Linked DNA regions of Mus musculus: region 2 is linked to region 1. A link is a contact called in public promoter capture Hi-C data. All regions are on one chromosome and are shown on one strand. Each heading gives the region's core, a stretch centred on a gene start, on an enhancer-like site or on the middle of the called end of the contact. The rest is flanking DNA. Distances are from core to core; before and after follow the strand shown. Region 1 holds the start of Ptdss2 (phosphatidylserine synthase 2). Region 2 holds the start of Cdhr5 (cadherin-related family member 5).

Evidence for each region. Capture Hi-C pulls out chosen DNA fragments and counts their contacts.
Region 2: a promoter capture Hi-C map of pancreatic islet shows a contact between it and region 1. The contact joins the promoter of Cdhr5 here to the promoter of Ptdss2 in region 1. A contact is called at or near these places in 1 of 115 datasets of contacts at active chromatin or transcription factors (memory CD8 T cells) and 3 of 9 other capture datasets (adipose tissue, liver and pancreatic islet).

What each region holds. Positions count from the first base shown.
Region 1 is chr7:141,127,006-141,134,065 of GRCm38.p6, forward strand. Ptdss2 (phosphatidylserine synthase 2) reads left to right here and starts at 4,281. Exons shown (of 12, transcript NM_013782.4): 1 at 4,281-4,512. The coding sequence starts at 4,397.
Region 2 is chr7:141,273,266-141,280,325 of GRCm38.p6, forward strand. Cdhr5 (cadherin-related family member 5) reads right to left here and starts at 3,521. Exons shown (of 15, transcript NM_001114322.1): 1 at 3,360-3,521; 2 at 3,106-3,281; 3 at 2,723-2,773; 4 at 1,182-1,274; 5 at 901-1,002; 6 at 682-792; 7 at 423-593. The coding sequence starts at 3,453. Sct (secretin) reads right to left here and starts at 5,868. Exons shown (of 4, transcript NM_011328.3): 1 at 5,751-5,868; 2 at 5,568-5,669; 3 at 5,353-5,457; 4 at 5,064-5,256. The coding sequence starts at 5,833. The coding sequence ends at 5,145.

The DNA.
Region 1 (7,060 bases), core at 3,031-5,530:
CTAATCTGAGTGTCTTTTTCCCATGTAACTTCTGTTCCTTTCTTTTTCTGGTACACTCCTTTATAATCCCAGCAATTGGGAGGCAGAGGCTACTGAGTGAGTTCAAGGACAGCCAGGGCTACACAGAGAAGCACTCCCTGCCTTGGGGGGAAAAAGTTATCCCTTTTCTTTTTCTTTTCTTTTGAGACAAGATCTCACTTTGTTGCCTGGCCTCTGGCTCTCTTAGATACGTAGACCAGGCTAACTTTGAACTCACAGACATCTTCCTCCTTCTGCTTCCTTAGTGCTGGGACTAAACCTCTTTGCCACCATACCTAACTATAACTTTATTTTCTTAAAACCCAGACATTATCAATTTTCAGAAGAAATGCACTGTATCCAATGAAACCACTGTGTTCTTGCCTTTAAATTCTAAAGGAGGTAGTACACTCAAATTTACAGTCCAAATTCTCCTTCTCCTCCTCCTCCTCCTCCTTTTTTTGAGACAGTGTTTCTCTGAGCCCTGGCTGTCCTGGAACTCACTCTGTAGACCAGGCTGGCCTGGAACTCAGAAATTTGCCTGACTCTGCCTCTCAAATGCTGGGATTAAAGGTGTGTGCCACCACTGCCTGACCCTAATTCTTAAGTAAATGTAATTTTTTTTTTTTTTGTCCTTGTAAAAAGATGATTTGTGGCTGGGCAGTGGTGGCATATGCCTTTGATCCCAGCACTTGGGAGGCAGAAGCAGGCGGATCTCTGAGTTTGAGGCCAGCCTGGTGGTATACAGAGTGAGTTCCAGGACAGCCAGGGCTGCACAGAAAAACACTCTCAAAAAACCAAAAAAATTATTTGTGAGCCTTAGTAAAACGATAATTTAAAAAACTTGGGAGAAACATGAACCACTGAGAATGAGTTCAAATACCTCCAGCAGTGGTGGCCTTGGTTTCTTATCCTCAAAATAGACTAGTACACTAAAGGGACTATTGGCTCTATCTCCCTTTGCAGTAACTGGTGATTTCTGTCTGCTTGCTTGCTTGTTTGTTCTTGGTTTTTCAAACAGGGTCTTAGGTAGCCTAGCTGGCCTCTGTCTGACAATTTAACCAAGAGTTAAAGAGTCTAGGTTCTTCTCTCTGCCAAGAAAAGAACTTTAAAAGGAAGTGAGAAGTAGGGATGGAGCGGAGGAGGGGCACACGTTTTTAATCCTAGCACTCAGTTGACACTGGCAAGCAGATTTCTTTCTTTCTTTCTTTCTTTCTTTCTTTCTTTCTTTCTTTCTTTCTTTCTTTCTTTCTTTCTTTCTTTCTTTCTTTTTTGGTTTTTTCAAGACAGGGTTTTTCTGTATAGCCCTGGCTGTCCTGGAATTCACTTTGTAGACCAGGCTGGCCTCGAACTCAGAAATCTTCCTGCCTCTGCCTCCCAAATGCTGGGATTAAAGGCCTGTGCCATCGCGCCCGGCTGGCAGGCAGATATCTAATAGAGGCCAGCTTAGTCTGTAGAGTGGGTTCCAAGATAACCACCACTACAGAGAAACCCTGTCTTGGGGGTGGGGGTGGGGGTGGGGTGAAGAATTAAAAGGCACAAGCAGGGGCAGGGGGCTGGAAAGATGGCTCAGTGGTTAAGAGCACTGACTAAACTAACTCTTCAGGAGGTCCTGAGTTCAATTCCTAGCAACCACATGGTGGCTTACAACCATCTGTAATGGGATCCGGTGGCCTCTTCTGGTGTGTCTCAAGACAGGGACTGTATGATCATACATAAAATAAATAAAAAAATAAAATCTTTTTTTTTTTAAAGGCACAAGCAGTAGACTTGGCTGGTAAAGAAAGGCTTTTATTAGGGTGAAGAAGCACACGGGGTATTGGGTTTCAGACTGGGGGTGGGGGTGAGGGGGATGGAGGGGGACTGACTGATGCTGATGCTGTGAGAACCTGAAGGCCAGATGGGCTTTGTAAATATGTACCTCAGCCCCTTATCCTAGGTCTGAAACCCAGCATCAAGGTACCAGCTGATAAGTTATTTCTCCACCAGTGAAATGAGCCAATTCAAGCCAAATTAAAGTACATATAAGCACAGGTACACTGGGAAACTGCTCTTGGATAGGAGGGTTCACTGGTACCAAGGAAGGGGGCTAGGGAAGTCACCATGGAAAGGGAGAGAGCAGGGAGTAGGAAAAGAAAGAGAGAAGAGTGCATGCAGAGAGAGGGAGGGTAGAGAGATAAGAGGGAGAAGAGAAGGAGGAGGAAGAAGGAAGAAAAAGAAGAGGAAAAGGAGAAGGAGGAGGAGGGGGGGGGTGGGGAGGAGAGACCAAAATATCTGGCTAAAGGGCAGCCCAGCCCCTGAACTGGAAAGTTCAGAGTAGCAACGTGGTATGCCAGGTAGGGACTGAGGGATGCTGGGAGAACCTGGAAGCTAGATGTGCTTTAGTATGTAAAATATGCACTTCAGCCCTTGTCCCTGGGTCTAAAACCCTGCACAGGTCACCTAGAAAGACCCTCTGCAGATCTAAGGGGGCCTTCAGGAGCCCCTCTGAAGCCCTTTTTTGAAGTCCCTTTGAAGGCTGGGTGGTTGTTTGTTTGAGACAGGATCTCACTATATATCCCAGGCTGACTTGAACTTGCTATGTAGATTAAACTAACCTTCCAAACTCACTGAGATCTGCCTGCCCCTGGGACCTGGAATGAAAGGTCTGGACTACTGGTGCCATCCATACCCAGCAACACAGGCTGAGAGCTCCAAGGATCTCTGGGGGGATGGGGGGTCTTACTCCTCTAATTTATGGTTTGTCAGTTTGAACAATGACAGGGAGGCTGACAAACCCACGACTTTTGGGCAAACATGTCCTGATCTGGCCTTGAGCTTGTCTGGACTGGTGACCCTCCTGGTGGAGAAAAGGTTCACCAAGGCCTTTCTTTTAAGCTGCTAGACTTTTATTTCAGGTAAGGAGGGTGAAGAAGAAACCAAGAGTCTGCCATCTTATTGTTTATTTGTTTGTTTGTTTCAAGATAGAGTTTTTCTTTGTAGCCTTTGTTTTCTAGGATCTCATTATGTAGACCAGGCTGCCCCAAACTCACAAAGATCTTCCTGCCTCTGCCTCCTGAGTACTGGGATTAAAGGTGTGGGCCACCGCTACCCGGCTGAATTTTGTCATCTTCAATATCCAATAGGCTCTCTCTTCTCTGTCTGCCTATCAGGGAATCTATCTAACTCCTAATCTCACGTGAAGGATAACCACAGACTCCCTGATATATATACCTCCACCTCAAAGTGCTGGGATTGCAGGCTGGTGGCACCACAAGCCAACACATCTGAGAAAACTGAAGAAGGACCCACACTCTCAGACAAGAAGCCCATTCCCTACCTCTGGCAAAATGTAAGTACTCTCAGCAACTAACCATACCAGTTTCAACTATCCAACTTGACTGGTCCTGCTAATTTAGTCATTAATTTTTATTTACGTTAAAGTTTGAGACAGAGTCTAGCCTTGGCTGATCTAGAGCTCACAGTGTGTAGACTTGGATGGCTTCAAACACATATAGATCTTCCTGCCTCTGATACCTGAGTGCTAGGATTAAAGGACTATGCCATCATGTCTGGCAATAATTTATCTAATTTATCTATCTATCTACATCTATTTATTAGTGTATAAGTGTTTTGGTTGAGTGTATGCATCTATACACCAACTGTATACAGTGCCCTAGATACTAGAAGAGGGCATTGGAGCCACTGCTGCTATGTGAGAGTGGAAACTGAACTCCATCCTCTAGAAGGTCAGGCAGTGATCTTAACTGCTAAGCCATTTCTCTATCACTATTTCATCTTATTTATTTATTCATTCATTCATTCATTTTCGAGACGGTTTCGCTGTGTAGTTCTGGCTGTCCTTGAACTCACTCTGTAGACCAGGCTGGCCTTGAACTCAGAGACCCGCCTGCCTCTGCCTCCCAAGTGCTGGGATTAAAGGCATGGGCCACCAGTGCCCGGCGCCTCCTTTTTTTTTTAATTCAAGGTTTGAATAACTCAGGCTGTCCTTGGATTCGTTCAATCCTCCTGCCTCAGCTTCCGGAGTTTAGTTTGCTTGGCAGGGCTGTCTACCACAACAGTTTAGGTTGAGTCTCTTTTGCGTCCCTATCCCCAGAGATTATATGTCTTCGGAACTTTATCAACACCAGCCAGTGCCAGCCGGCTTGTACAGTCTCTGTCAGGCGGAGCACGCGGCCGGTCTCCTAGCAACCGGACCGCGTCCCTCCCACCGGGCAGTTTAGGGCTTTCCAGCGCCCAGCATGCCCTGCGGCCCGGCGCGCACTACGCGTCCCACAATGCCTCACGGCCCCGCCCCACTCCCGCGGAGACCCCGCCGGGCAGCACTGCGACCCCAGCCCACCGCCTGCAGCCTACTGGGCTGCGCAGGCCGGGCGCCATGCGGAGGGGCGAGCGCAGAGTCGCCGGAGGCTCGGGATCTGAGTCTCCGCTGCTCAAGGGCCGCCGCAGCACCGAGTCTGAAGTCTACGACGATGGCACTAACACCTTCTTTTGGTGAGGGTCTCCCCGCGTCGGGGCAGGAGTTTGGGACAGACAGTTTAGATTGGAATCGGGAACCGTCAGGGCCTGGATCAGCCAGGGGAGCGCCTCACTCCCTCCGGCCCTCGTGGAACCCCCCGTGGTCGTCTCCGTATGAGATGTCGAGTGTTTTTTCGGATCGGAGGAGCCCCGGGATGAGCTCTGGAAGGCCTGGCCACTACATATTAGTGACTTTTCAGGTTTCCCTTTCTGGGGGATAGCTGTTGTTCCCCTGCTCTTCACCCGTAACGTTGCCCTGAACTGGCCTGGTGGGCATGGCATATCTGTATGGTAGATTTTCCTCACAGCTACCCTTTTCAGTGACCCTTGCTTGCACAACTCAACCTCTGACAAGTTTTGGGGTCAGGTTGCCCCGTCTGCCTTTCGTGGAGTTGAGTGCGTAGGAATTGCAGGTGTTTTGCTTCTTTGAAGGACCATGCCACCGCCCTGGCTGACCAGGTGTAATCCCATGACCTTGGGCTAACCCTTCACCTTTCCTTGTTTGTGAGAAGGAGCACGCTTCATGAGAGGAATGGCTTTGCTTTTATTTCAGGCAGCCAAGTTTCTACCCACCTATGCGACACTGGAGTCCCAGGGTGGGCCCTACAGGCAAGTGACACCCAAGTGCACAGAAACAAATGTGTTCCCACTGGAGGGGATGTTAAGTGGAAGTTGCTCTGAGAGAACAGAGCTGTGGCAGTGTCCAGAACACATTTGATCAGAGAGAATCCTGGTCTGGAAGTGTTAAGATAATTCAGGAGAAGGTGCCATCACACAGATAGGGTCCTCCAAGGGACTCTTGTGTATGTCAGCTTGTATCTCTGGCTTGCAAGTGGGAGTGGTAACTGAGGCACTGGTGAGATACAGTTGAAATAGCAGGAAAGTGGGTTGGGTGTGGGAGATAGCTTTGCATCTGGACCTTATACTATTAGCACCTTCCCTGGGTTATGGACAGCTTCTGCAGTGAGAGCCAACCAGAGCTGCTTTTCAATATGATTCCGTCTAATGACTGTGAAAACATTAGAGGGAAAAGAAGCAATCCCAGCACTTGGAAGGCAGAGGCAGGTGGGTCTCTGTGAGTTTGAAGCGAGCCTGGTTTACATAGTGAGTTTCCAGTACAGCCAGACCCTGGAGGGAGCGAGAGAGGGAGAGAGAGAGAGAGCGCGCTTGGAAGCGAGCATGGGGCAGTTGAAGTTGTGGGTATGGTGCCAGAGCTAGTGCCGATGGCCTTCTTTGACCTTTGAGGTCCTTTGGACATTAAAATGGCCTATAAGTCGGGCTGTTGCAACCCCATAAACTAATCTGAAGACTGATCCCATACCCCATTCTTCTTGACTGGACATAATGGCCTCTAACCCCATAACTGACCCCACACCATCTCAGTCATATCCTGGATGACAGGACAAAGAGGAATGATGCTTACAAAATCCCTGACCCACACCTGGTTTTTTGTTTTCATAAACCGTGCACTGCCTTACTTCAGGGCCAAGAGATCTTTGTGGCAGGAGCCTGTTCCTGGTTGCCTACTTAAATAAAGGACTCCAATTGGCCTTACATTCATAGCAGTCCGTGAATTACTCAAGTGGGTTTTTAAACATCAATTCTCTATCAGGTAGCCTCCACCATGGCTCTTGGACAGGAGAGAGGCGGGACTGTCCTTCAGTGCAGGTGACGGCCACTGGACTGAGAATTCTGGAGTGTGTTGCTGGCTTGCCTTTCTTGCTTTATAGTCATTTATTCATTCAGCCATTCTTCAGTGTGTATTTTGGGGACTTTTGCTGAGTGTCATTACTATCTTAGGGGATAATATCAGGAAACTAAACAAGAGCTCTGATTCTGGCACAGACCTGGAACTTTATTTATATAAAGTTTTATTTTGTGTGTATTGATGTTCTGCCTGCATGTGTGTGTATAAAACCTGTATGCAATGCCCCTAGAAGCCAGAAGAGAGTGTTGGGTCCCTTGGAACCATAGTTCCAGACGGGAGCTGCTGAGTCGATGTTAGGGACCCCATCTGGGTCCTCTGGAAGAGTAGCCTGTGTTGTTAACCTCTGAGTCAGGGCTCCAACCCAACCCCCTACCACGGGATCTCACTTTCTTTTCTTTTCTTTTCTTTTCTTTTCTTTTCTTTTCTTTTCTTTTCCTTTCCTTTCCTTTCCTTTCCTTTCCTTTCCTTTCCTTTCTTTCTTTCTTTTTTTTTTTTTTTCCCCAGATGGGGTTTCTCTGTATAGCCCTGGCTGTAATGGAACTCACTTTGTAGACCAGGCTGGACTCGAACTCAGAAATCCACCTGCCTCTGCCTCTGCCTCCCGGGTGCTGGGATTAAAGGCGTGTGTCACCACGCCCGGCTTGGATCTCACTTTCTAACCCACTCCCACCAGCATGGAATCTGTGACAGTTTGAGAATTGGTAGTCTATTCTTGGGTCTTAGAGCATGGTGCTTCTAGTGAGCCATCTAGGAGAGTTGGGGCAGAAATCACCAGTACATCCGTAGCAATAATTTCTGCAGCTTCAGATATAAGTG
Region 2 (7,060 bases), core at 2,271-4,770, 150 kb after region 1:
AAGGAAGGCTTGCAGCTTCAGTGTATGCCCCTCTGCACAGTGGAGGCTGTGGTGGCCTTGGCGGGCCACCCTGCCCAGTGGCACTGCTGGCCTCAGAGGAGACTGTCATCTAGACAAGGACTTAGCAGTCCCTTATTAGCATCAGCCCTGCTCCTGAAGTCTTCACATCCCAGCTTACATAACAGGATCCACACTCCTCACTGATTTTTGCCCCACCCCCAGGAGGGATAGTTAATGATTGATTGATGATTAATTGATCGATCGATTGATTGATTGTTCATGTTTGTTTCTTAAATCACAGAACTGTCTGCCAGCCTCTCCAGAAGCACAGGGCCATGGCTGGATCCCTTCCCTGAACGTTTTCTGACTTGGCTCTAGATTCAAGTCTGACCCTGGGCCTGGGCCTCCTTTCTCCCCATTACCAGTTTGTGTCCCGTGGGGACAACCGCACTGTATTGGGCATGAATGCAGACATAGCCATCTGTGAAGGAGCATGGCAGGAACCAGGGGGTCCGTAGGTCAGCTGGCAGCGTGTTCAAGACCAGGGTGGCAGTGGCCGTGTGGCTGGGCTCTACATTTTCCTCCCAAGTATCCTGTAGTGACAGCCAGCCCCTGATAGGTCAGGCCCAGCTTGGACAGGACCTAGAACACCCAGGACTTAGGAAGATGTGATCCACTTACCCGTGCCAGCAGCATGAAGGTCATGTTCTGATTCTTGAAGTAATCCAGGGTCTGGTCCAACTTCAGAGCAGGGTAGTTTACGCCCTCCAGGGAGAAGAACTTGCTGGCATTCTGTGGAGGGGAAGGAGGTGGGACTCTGGAAGGTGGAGAAACTGAGGCCTGAAGGCATCAGAAAGAGTGAGGGTTGTCAATAATGAGTGGGGCTGGGGAAGCACTGACGGGGGTCACTTCCTGCAGAGTGTAGACTAGGATGTCATTTATGTCAGCATCTGTAGCCTTCAGCTGTGTCTCAGGGATGACGGTTGTATTCACTTTGGTGTCCTGGGAATGGAGAAGAGGAGGTTGGTCCAGCCATGCTGTGGTTTCTGTATATAGATCTTCCCGATGTGGTCCCGCAGACACCCTGTGTCCCCCTGCAGACACCCTGTGTCCCCCTGCAGACACCCTGTGTCCCCCTGCCTCTCCATGCTCAAGACAGCACTGGTTCCGACTGGGCTCACCTCCGATACATTAAATGTCTTGATTTCAAAGGAGAATTTTGGCGCATTGTCATTGATATCCAGGACAGCCACAAACACCTCCAGGCGTACCACCTGCAGCAAAGTCACCAAAGTCAGCAATGCTCTGATGACCCATCATTCATTCATTCCTTTTCTTATCTGTTTCATTATTCTTATCTTATTCATTCAGTCAGTCAGTCATTCTTTCCCTTTCATTCCACAGCTCTGATGGCAGCAATAATGTGGTGGCCTGTGAGCTACTGTTCTAGGAGGAACGTAGACTGTAAAAACAAGTTTTAGAGTGTGGCCACATGTGTGTGGTGGGTGGGCTGAAGAGAAATGATGACAATCCCAGGGCCACAACCAGCAACGCATCGAAGGGAGAAAAACAGCCTCTCGCGGCTTCAGAAACAGGTCTCCAAGAGAAGATCAGAGAAAGGGGCCTTTAGGTTAAAACCAAACAGCTTTATTCCATGAGAGAACCCTTCCTGAGACCCAGGGAGAAACGAACACAGCCAGGTGCTGGAGGACAGAGAGAAAGCTGTTCTTCTCAGGTGTGACAGATACCAAGTCCATGCCTCTCTCTGTCTTCCTGTTTCTGTCTCTGTCTCTCTGTGTATCTGTATGTCTGTGTATGTGTGTGAATTATATTCATGTGTTGAAGGTGGAGCCCAGGGCTTCAAATCATACTAGGCAGATACTCTACCACTGAACTATACCAAAAAAAAAAAATAAGTTTTGTCTTGTTTTGTTTTTTTAATATTACTACCTATTAGAGACGTGGCCCAAGATGTGTGTGGTAACATGTCATGGAGCCAGGTAGGAGTGCAGGGTGTGAGAGTTGCTCATGGTGAAGCAGAAATTATGTGGGGCCTGTTATTTCTTCGAGCTTCCTTTAGTAAAAGGCTTGTGGTGGAGGCTGAGGGATACGATGTATGGGATAGGGTAGCGGGGCAGCATAACGTAGGAGGGTTAAGCATCAAAATGAATTTGCATACCAGATCAGTGTCTGCATGCCCTAGCCTGCCTCACCCACCCACCTGTGCATTTAGCTTTGGAGTCCGGTAAGAAACGTAGAAGTTTCTGTGTGAGGCTGTCTGGGGTTGTGGTTATGACTCTCTAGGGATTCACTATGTGGGGGAAGGAATAGAGAAGGACCAAGGGCACGGAGAGCAAATGGATCTGCGGCAGGGTCAGAAAGGAGACCTGCTGCCCAAGGCCCCGTGGGACTAGAGGTAGGAAGAGTAGGGCTGACTCTAACTGAGGCACAACCGACAATCCCAACAATGTACCTGGGGTGGGGTGACCTCAAAAGGGGCCTAAGTGGCTGGCAGGTGAGGGATGAGAGGCAGACTTAGGGCCTCAGGGTATTGACTTAATCCACAGCTCTAAGTTAGCTGACTTTGAGTCTGGAGCTCAGGGAAGTCTAGGCTGAAAGAAGCAAGCGTGGGAGTGGCCAGGAGAGAGCTGAGGTCATGGGGGAATGGCCTTGGGGTACTCTGACAGAAGGCAGAGGTGATCAGGTACTGGGGTTAACTTACCACCGCATCTCCTCTCTTACACTCCACATCTGCCTGGAGCAATGAGTTTTCCTAAGGATGAAGCCAGGGGCCCTATGAGTCACTTGCCACATAAGGAGCTATGCTGCTCTAGAACGGGAGAGTACGGCTAGGAGAGCAGGTACCGCTCCAGCGCCCCAGTCATCTGTGGGAAATCCTGGGTGTGTGGGGGGGGGCATTTGGCAGCTTTGTCCCCTACGGCCCTCCCCCTCAGTACCAACCAACCGACCACAGGGCCTGAAGGGTTCCTCACTCAGGGGGATAGAGAACCCTCAGCCCCTCCTTCCCTGAATCTTCCCCAGGTTAGGAGGCCCGCCCATGTATGTCTCCATGAAGGCACATTCCATCCAGCCTACAGACTGTACCTCATAATCTGGAGTCACGTTGAGAAACAGATCTTTTCCTTCGATCCTAAAGGCATAAGGAGTGGACAAGGGTCCCAAGGTCACGTGCAGGCCGTCTGGGACAAAAATGTTCACCAGTGGCTCAGAAACAGTGGTGTTCTCCTCGACTCTAAATATGGTCTGGTTCACAGAGCAGACTAGAAAGTTGGAAAGAAGAAGTTGGTTCCTCATCAGAGCTCTGCCACCCACCTGTCCTGCCCCTGCCCGACACATACCCTGGGTCTGGGCCAAGGTCCCCGGAGGTTGGCCAAACAGCACTGTGAGCCATGGCAACAGCAGGGAAGGCCACAGGAGGGCCGGAGCCCCCATGGCGGCAGCTGTCACCTGGAAGAAGGATCCAGCTTGCTTGGTTCCAGGGCTGGTACAATTCCTGCCTTGGCGACCTTCGCCCCTGCCAGGCACCGCCTCATTTTATGACCCTTTACAGATGGCCTCTATCAAGGGGACTCCCGCTGGCCGGCACTAACAGGGGACATGAGGTCATATTTCGGCCTGGACTTCCAGGAAGTTAGCTGGAGACTCAACCCACGGGAACTACACATAAGGTGTATGAAGCTTGAGAACAAGGAGGAGTGGAGAATAGGTGTGGGGAGCCAGGGCAAGGCTCTGGGGCCATAGATCTAAGGAGGCTGAGTCAGGGCTGGGGGCTGAAGCAGGCCTGTGGGATGGAACCATGGGTCTGGGGAGCTGGGGCAGGGCTATGGGGAGCTGGGGCAGGGCTATGGAGAGCTGGGGCAGGGCTATGGAGAGCTGGGGCAGGGCTGTGGGGAACTGGGGCAGGGCTGTAGGGAGCTGAGTCAGGGCTGGGGGCTGAAGCAGGCCTGTGGGATGGAACCATGGGTCTGGGGAGCTGGGGCAGGGCTGTGGGGAGCTGGGGCAGGGCTATGGAGAGCTGGGGCAGGGCTGTGGGGAATGGGGGCAGGGCTGTGGGGAGCTGGGAGCAAGAACAGGCTGAGCCATTGGGTCTACTGTAGCCCTCATTGGGGTGTCCCTCATCTTGTCTCTTTCTCCTCAGTGTTCTCTAGCAAAATCCCTGGAGCTATGTCATGTCGTCTCCCTTCCCTTCCCTCGTCCACTCCCAAGGGAAATGGCTGTGTCCCAGTATGCTCCTGCTGTATGAGAAACACAGCAGTTCCCCCAGGGTAGGGCCTGGCAGAGCCTTGGTTGGTGTTAGGATGCAGATAGAACCTTTCAGCCACAGCTAGGAGCTGGGGTTTGGGGAGCCAGTATCTGATGGAAGACAGGAATCCTGGTGAGGACACAGCCCAGGCCTCCATTAGATATGCTTCCTCTCCTTTTGCCTGTAAGCTCTCAGAGATAGGAAGAAGGCCCTGGGTGGGATCAGGAGGGTCGTAGGGGGTGTTCTGTTGAAAGGGCCTGCACAGCTCTCACTACTGTGGGCCTTTGCAGGGCTGGCTGCTTTAGGTGTCTGAAAACCTTCCCGAGGCTCCAAGCCTCTGCAAAGACTGAGCACTGTCTCACAACCCTTCACTGGTCCTACAGCTGCCTACTGGGAGATGACATCACCGTCAGGCCTCAGGCCTAGACATGTTAGAGCCAGGATGTACTCAGGTCCTCCCACTCATAAGCGGACCCCTATGACCCCGCCTGAGCCTCCTCCTCACCACTTCATTTACCCTGGCCACATGGCTGGACCAGGGTGGGGAGTCCCTGATCCCTAGAAATTTTGCTAAATGGACCACAGGGCAAGGTGGCACTCTAGGGAATTCAGCTGGGAAAAGAGGGGTTCAGCTGATGCCAGAGATAAGAAATGTCCTAGCTGGCTTCTTGGGTTCAAAGGGCAGCTGGGTGTGGTCCTAGCCACTGAATGAGATGGCTGGATCTGTCCACGCCTTCCAGGCTCTCGGAGCAGAGGCGGCCTTCATTTTATCAGACATCACACACCATGAGCTAAAAGACCAGGGTCTAAATTCCTTTTTTATTGATGCCAAGGACAACCAATCCCTACTCCAGCCAGGGTCCTAGAGACTCTTCCTCCCTCATCTGGGTGGCCTGGTTGTTTCAGTCCACTCTGAACGATCAACAGCAGACCTTGGTCCAGGAGGCAGCCAGAGAGACAGGGACCCATCCAGGGACAGCCTGGGCAGAAGCCTGTGGAAGGAGAGGGGACTAGTGAGTGACCATCAGAGTGCGGGTACCCACCTGGCTGGGGCACTTTAGGAATCCAGCTGAGGATGGAAAACTCACCAGTCCTGTAGGGTCTGAGTGTTCGACCACAGCAAGCAGAGCTGGTCCTCTAAGGGCTTGGACCGGGCCAGGCTGTTCTCTGGGATATTTTCTGTGTCCTGCTCGCTGACCCCACCCCCACCCCCACGCCCAAAGTAGAATTAGTGGTGTACAGGGATGTGGCGGGCCTGTCCCATACTAGCCAGTCTGGAAAATTCTACCTAGCGCGGGCTCACCTGCGCTTCCCCACCAGACCCTGCAGCAGGCGCTGCAGCCTGGCACTGTCCTGCAAGCGGCTGAGCTCGCTGGTGAACATTCCGTCTGAGTGTCTTGGGGTCCTGGGGAGGGGTGAAGCCATAAGGGTCAGAAATTGAAGTGTGGGCGTGGCCGGGATGAAACGGATTCCCAACCCTGCTCACCTGGGAGGTGCAGGGAGCGCGGCGGAACTGGAGAGCAGCAGCAGCAACAGCAGTAGCATCGGCGTGGGCAGCGGAGGCTCCATGGTCGGGCTCTGGGTGTGACAAATGCTGCAACTTCAGCCTGAGCCCCGCGCCACCGCTTTATAGCTGCCGGGACCGCCGGCGGCGGTGGGCTCCAGCACCGCCCCGGCTCCGCGCGGCCGGCCCCGCCTCATTGATTGCAGGAAGGTCAGGGCCGCCCACCCAGCTGTCGTCCGGCCACCTCCTGTCCCTACCGCCGTGTTGGCGCCCCTCAACTGCCTTGGGGGGGGAGATTAGAGGAGTAGTGCTACCAAGTAGCGAAATGGACATCTTCATCTGTGTCCAGGGATAGAAAATAGGGGTGGCAGTTCAGGACGGGCAGAGCGAACCGCACTGTGAGACCTCAACTCATCTTGGAGCCTAGCCTAGACCAAGACCTTGCCGCACTCTTGTCTGGAAGGAGCTGTAGGTGTCTTGAGGAGCCTAGGGCAGGCAGACGACTGAGAGGAAAGGAAGACCAGTGTCCTAGCGCTCCTGCTGAAGCCAGGGCAGGGTAGACTACTGCAGATAACCACCTTAAGGGCAGCTCAGCACCAGAAACAAAATGGGAATCCTCGTAGGCCTGGGGTTGCATTTTTGGATGGAAGGAGACAGTTTATTTGAATTGGTAGCAGAAAATGGAGATAGGTTAGAATAAAAGAAACGCAGGTGGGTAGAGGTTGTAAAGGAGTTGGGGCGGGGAGCTATGGATGGGGATTGAAGACAAATAGGCTTGCAGAACATCTTCATACTTGGAGTCCCCGACCTTAGTGGTAGCAGTACGCACCAAGACCTGAGTTCAACCCAGCACCGAAACTCAAATCAAAAAAGATAACCCTTGGGGCTGGAGAGATGGCTCAGAGGTTAAGAGCACTGACTGCTCTTCCAAAGGTCCCGAGTTCAATTCCCAGCAACCACATGGTGGCTCACAACCATCTGTAATAAGATCTGACGCCCTCTTCTGGTGTGTCTGAAGACAGCTACAGTGTACTTACATATAATAAATAAATAAATATTTAAAAAAAAAAAAAAAAGATAACCCTTAATATCAAATTACAAACCCAGAGAACTGTTAGGAGCTAACTCTCAGATAAAAATCATATGGTTTTGTTTTTTTTTAATTTTTTTTATTAGGTATTTTCCTCGTTTACATTTTCAATGCTATCCCATAGGTCCCCCATATCCACCCCCCTCAATCCCCTACCCACCCACTCCCCCTTTTTGGCCCTGGTGTTCCCCTGTACTGGGGC